Linked DNA regions of Mus musculus: region 1 is linked to region 2. A link is a contact called in public Micro-C data. All regions are on one chromosome and are shown on one strand. The core of a region is the stretch at or near the end of the contact, and the rest is flanking DNA. Distances in the headings are between cores, read along the strand shown.

Evidence for each region. A called contact is a pair of places that touch in the nucleus more often than the background predicts.
Region 1: a contact with region 2 is called in a Micro-C map of the G1E-ER4 cell line, with 2.7 times the contacts expected there. The contact joins two enhancer-like sites. A contact is called at or near these places in 1 of 15 datasets of contacts at CTCF or cohesin (large pre-B cells), 13 of 484 Hi-C or Micro-C datasets (B cells, the G1E-ER4 cell line, Th17 cells and 8 more), 1 of 115 datasets of contacts at active chromatin or transcription factors (microglia) and 3 of 9 other capture datasets (adipose tissue, embryonic stem cells and liver).

What each region holds. Positions count from the first base shown.
Region 1 is chr1:87,933,797-87,936,571 of GRCm38.p6, forward strand. Dgkd (diacylglycerol kinase, delta) reads left to right here. Exons shown (of 30, transcript NM_177646.3): 20 at 310-406; 21 at 598-705; 22 at 1,542-1,655; 23 at 2,488-2,622. Among named protein-coding and RNA genes, the nearest start is that of Usp40, 73 kb to the right of the region's middle. Within about 2 kb of position 1,430, at least 63 of the 459 cell types and tissues checked have an H3K27ac peak or open chromatin away from gene starts, as enhancers often do. A contact at or near this core is called in the G1E-ER4 cell line, where this site is marked.
Region 2 is chr1:87,711,187-87,713,886 of GRCm38.p6, forward strand. It overlaps Inpp5d (inositol polyphosphate-5-phosphatase D), which reads left to right. Exons shown (of 27, transcript NM_010566.3): 23 at 845-994; 24 at 2,007-2,103. All of the region lies in intron 3 of Gm33470 (a long non-coding RNA gene), which reads right to left. Among named protein-coding and RNA genes, the nearest start is that of Gm33470, 12 kb to the right of the region's middle. Within about 2 kb of position 1,310, at least 25 of the 459 cell types and tissues checked have an H3K27ac peak or open chromatin away from gene starts, as enhancers often do. A contact at or near this core is called in the G1E-ER4 cell line, where this site is marked.

The DNA of each region.
Region 1 (2,775 bases), core at 180-2,679, 220 kb after region 2:
GCTTGATTGGCTAAGCCCCTCAGGCCTTTAGGTACCTCATTTAAATGGAGCTCTGTCTTGAGGCTATGTGATCTATGGGTCAGGTTGATGGTCACATAATTATGGAGAGCTAAGGCCTCATATCAGGACCCTGGTGTCTAGAAGTGTGGCAGACAAGCGACTTCTGTCCCTTGCTGGGTATCTGGGGTTTAAATCTAGCTCAATTAGAAACCAGGCTGCCTTTTGAGGTCGCACAAGTCCCCAGGCTTCATAACAGTAACTCAGGTTATTGTAAGAGAGCCCTGTCCAAGGTGGCACTTCTGTTTCTAGGAGTAGGACTAAGAACATGATGTGGTATGGTGTCCTTGGCACCAAAGAGCTGCTGCACAGAACCTACAGGAACCTGGAACAAAAGGTCCTGCTGGAGGTGAGTGGTAGCCTCCTGGCCTGGTGGGTGACCTCCCAACCTTGGTTAGAGATGAGTTCTACTGAGCCTTGCCTGATCGTCCCTGAGGAGCCTTGCCTTGCCACAGGCCCAGCATATTAAATTGGTGCTAGGAAGAACTGGCACATACTGAGTACTGCTCTTTTCTCTCCATCTGCCTTTCTGCGGCGCAGTGTGATGGCCGCCCTATTCCCCTCCCGAGTCTTCAAGGAATTGCTGTCCTCAACATTCCCAGCTATGCTGGAGGGACCAACTTCTGGGGGGGCACCAAGGAAGATGATGTACGTATGGGGTTTGAGGTGGGTGGGCTGGGCTTAGCAAGGTCAGTGAGGCATGACTAGATGGGATATCTCCTTGGTCCTAACAGTGGGCATGGTGGAGGACCAGATAGACAGGTTCCCTCACCAATCGGCCTGGTGTCTAGAAGGCAGGTCTAGCACAAGATCAAGTGAGAAGCAGCTGAGACTTGAAGGAGAACTTAAATTGTCCGAATTGGCAGGCACTAGATGGAGAGTATCCTGTTTTGGCAGAAGAAAGGAGATGTGGAAGCTCAGAAGCAAGAAGGGGCAAAGTATATAGAGAACAGTTCCCCAAGTGCAGTGTGGAATATGTGCATGGAGGAGGGAGATGCCTGTAGGGCCTGCATTGTATGAGGCAGTAGAAGCCAAAGGCAGGAGTCTGGAGTTTATGTCAAGAACATAGGAAGATATTGACGGGCTTTAACCAAGGTTTGCATGTAATTAAAAAGCCAGCTTGGCACTTACTGCAGACTTATTTGTAGGCCACTGTTCTAAGTACCTGGAACCTGTTTGCACGTTCATTTTATATACCTCCCCCTCCTAAGGAGCAAGCAGTGTCATCTCCCTCTGAAGGACGGAGGACATGACTAACTTGCCTGAGGGCTCATGTCTAATAAATAGCACGTTTGAGGGCTAGTCTCAGGCATTGGGCTTCTGGGTAACAGATACCCAACCCTGCACTTCATTTACCACCATCACTGTACCATGTGTGGGTGTGGGCTTGTCTGTCTCACCAGAACCCCCAGAACAGGAAGCAGAGCAAGAGGGAGACGCGTTTGGGGAAGTGAGGCAGACAGCTTTCATGCTGGCCCTTTCAGACTTTTGCAGCTCCATCATTCGATGATAAGATTCTGGAGGTGGTTGCTGTGTTCGGCAGCATGCAGATGGCTGTGTCTCGTGTAATTAAGCTACAGCATCATCGGATTGCCCAGGTACTGGCCATGCTGTTCGATAGGTCTAGCCCACCCCCTTCTAGGACTCATCCCTGTTTGGAGAGGCAGGGTTTGGCCTAGGATGCTTGGATTTGCTCACAGTAGAGACCCAAGAGAGATGCCTAACTAGGACCTTAGAGGCAGCCCCACTCTGCCTCCCTCTCCCACTGAGTGCTCTGAGTCTTGCTGAGGTAGAAAAGGCCCAGATGAGCCTGGTCTGCTGCAAGAAGCAGTGCACCTTGGACATGGATCTGTCTGTGGCGATGACTAAGCCCACCGGGGCTTGACAGACAGCTCTGAGGTTAGCTAGAGAGGGCAGTTAGGTCAGGGCTCTTGGCTTTAATTCTGACAGCACTGAAGAGCTGGTACAGGTCCACCCACTTTGGGGGTGCAGGGAAGGAGTAACTGTACATACAGTGCAGTGCTGATAAGATCTGTTGGGTCTTCCTGCATTCTCTTGGTCCCCAACACTCAGCTGTTTAAAGTTTACCTTTTTGTTTTTGTGCACATTTTTGTAAAGAGTTGCAGAAGCTTTATCATCTGATGTTAGATTTTGCTCTGCCCAGGGATGTTTACATCTGGCAAGGACCATGACTCTTTGACCCCTTTAGCCTGATATCCGTATCTGTACCCAAGATCTTCTGGTTATACCTATCCCAGATGTGTGGGGAGGGAACAGTAGGGGCAGAGGGGGCAACAGAGCAGAGGCTAGAAAAGGAGGCCAAGTAAATGGCTGTGGGTAAGGAGTGGGAGTGCAGACACTCAGAGCAGCAAGGCCTGTGGGTGCTTTAAATCTCCTGGCACGGGAATAACAGTCTGGCATCTGTTTAAGTGTCGCACAGTGAAGATCTCCATCCTGGGGGATGAAGGCGTGCCTGTGCAGGTGGATGGGGAAGCCTGGATCCAGCCACCTGGGTACATTCGGATCGTGCACAAGAACAGGGCGCAGACATTGACCAGAGACAGGGTAAGAGCAATTGCCATCGAGGCCTGGTGGGGTCTGGGTTACCAGTGGCTTACTCATGGGCTCACCTGTACATTCATAAAAGAGGCAAAAGGGTTTCATCTTTGTTCTTGGATTTCTCTTCACCATACAGAGATTAGCTGACATAGTGGTGTG
Region 2 (2,700 bases), core at 60-2,559:
TAGCCTCAGCCTCTGAAGTGAGGGTGATGGTGGCTTAGCCTTTCAAGAAAGCCTGTCTGCCACCACCCATTGTGCCCTGATGCTGCCACTTCCTCTGTCCCAGAGGGACTTTTCCTAGTGGGTTACCATCCCTGCTCCTTGTCACTTCTGGGTGCCACAGCCAGTAACCTCCTGCTTAGCCTTGCTGAGTGAGCTGCAGGTACCATGTAATTTAATCTTAGCCTTAAGAGGCAGGTTCTGTTCCCCAGTGAGTAAATAGGTAAACTGAGGCTCATAGAGGTCAAGTGACTCCCCCCAGGTCACACAGATAGTCCTCAACTGAGCTGTGGCTTGAGCCTGAGTCTGCCTGTGCCACCGTGTCTCTCGTTAGTCCCTAGCCAGCTCCTCAGACCCAGGTGCAGAACATTAGCCCGTCCCTGCTGCCAGGTCAGCTTTCCAGTCTGTCTCCTTTTCCTTTCAGACTTTTCCTTGTATAGAGATTTTAGACTGACTTACACTCTTACCTGTTTATCTGATTTTGTTTATTTCTTGTACTGTTTCAAACCTTGGGAAGTAAGCTTTCCCTATAGCAACCAGATTAACATTTAATACCATTTCTTAGATGGATTTTTCTAGGATTTAATTTTTCCCTCAGCATTGATCTGTATAGAGTTCTTTTTCCTATGAGGCTTCAGACATTTGCCCCAGATTGCTAAGGCATCGATTGAAAGGGTTTGTTGGCAATCCCTGCCCGGCCACTTGCTTCAAGGAGCTGTCTCCCAGTGGTACAGCCATCTCTCTGAGCATGCTCTATATCCGTCTAATGCCAAGATGTTCCTATTGATGCTCTCTCTCCTTTCCCCAGGTGAAGGCTGCATTGCCCTTCGCTTGGAGACCACAGAGGCTCAGCATCCTATCTACACGCCTCTCACCCACCATGGGGAGATGACTGGCCACTTCAGGGGAGAGATTAAGCTGCAGACCTCCCAGGGCAAGATGAGGGAGAAGCTCTATGGTAGGTCAGCCAGCCTCCTCCTGGCTTTCCCAGAGGCCACTGCACTAAGGACATGTTCTTTCTCTCAGCAAAGCTATCAAGTATCTATGATCTGTGCCTTCAGAATATAGCGTGGTTAGAAAGTCTCTAGGGTAGCGTGGTGATCCTGGCACTCAGGAGGCTGAGGCGAGAAGATCGTGAGTTCAAGGCTAGTCTGGGTGACATACTGAGACGATGTCTTTAATGAGAAGAAAACAAGTCATCTCATTTATCTCTCACAACCGCCCTGTGAGTCAAGTATGGTTATCTCTACTTGGCAGATGGAGAAACTGGAGCTAGATGACTGGCTTAATGTTGCAAACTCAGGCTAAGCCAAGTTCATCCAGGGCCAAGCAGGAGCTGGTAGACATAGTGGTTGCTTGCCTGTCATGAAAATAGCAAGTGTAGGAACGCACAACATGGGGTGCAGGGGCTCCTTATGCCAGGGAGGGCTCTAAGGGCCACTGCTTCTGTGCATGTGACTCTCCTGTGCCCCATGAGAGATCTTTCTTTTCTCTAGCAGGACAGTGGGTTGAACAGATAGTGGGTCATTACCTAGCAACCACATTCCAGAAATAAAGCCCGGGGTTCCTTTAAACTGATTTATAGGGGTTCCCATAAACAGATAAGCTCTGCATGGGAAGTACTCTTATAGGGTAACCTAATAGCTGTTCTAAGTTTGTTCTAGTCTGACAAGAAATGTCTGTTTTATCCATGGCTAAGCTAACAAGGTATTTCTTGAAATAACAACTGGGTCATAAGTATCTGTTCATCTCCTTCTGGACCCATGGCAGGCATCATGGCAGGCATCATGGCAGGCAACAGTTGCCAAGCGTAAGGATTTTGAAGCCTGAAAATCTTGCTTGATATACCTCTCCCAGTAACCACTATTTACTGTCCAGCTTTGGCCTGCAAAGAGATACCACATTGCCATTTCTAACCCATGCCGTGGCTAGGATCTCACATGTTTTCTTTCCTAAATGTTCTCTTCCAGACTTTGTGAAGACAGAGCGGGATGAATCCAGTGGAATGAAATGCTTGAAGAACCTCACCAGCCATGACCCTATGAGGCAATGGGAGCCTTCTGGCAGGTAGACGAAGCTTGCTAAGACTTATTACAGCTAGCTGGGCTGTGTGAACCAGAGTCCAGGAGAGGGTAAAGTGGAGTTCAGGAAAGCCAAGGTCAGAGGAGAAGAAATGTTGTGGCCCAGGGGACCCACTCTCCTACCTCAGTTTCACATCCTGAGTTCAAATCCTCATCTCTGAAAGATCAAAGCCTTGGAGAACATTTCCATGTAGGAAGGGCTCAGCTCAACTATCCTTTAATGAACACCTGCTATATTCAGGAAGACACAGTGTAAATACAGTATAGTCCATGACCTACAGACTTAACACCAGCCAGTGGAAGGATGTGCAGTGCAGGAAGAAGGAGCTATAGATGACTGAACAATTCCAGGGCAAAAGATACTTCTCCTGCATTCAGGGAGGCCAGGAACATAAGTGGTCAAAAGTCACCACCCATGACTTCCTAGCTTCATTTCTGTTGCTGTGGCAAATGCCCTGATTAAAAGGTAGCATGGGGAGGGAAGGGATCATTTGACTTCCTCAAGCCCACATTACAGTCTAGTGTTGTGGAGAAGCCAGGGCAGGAACCTGAAGTATCACATCAACAGTCAAGAGCACAGAGA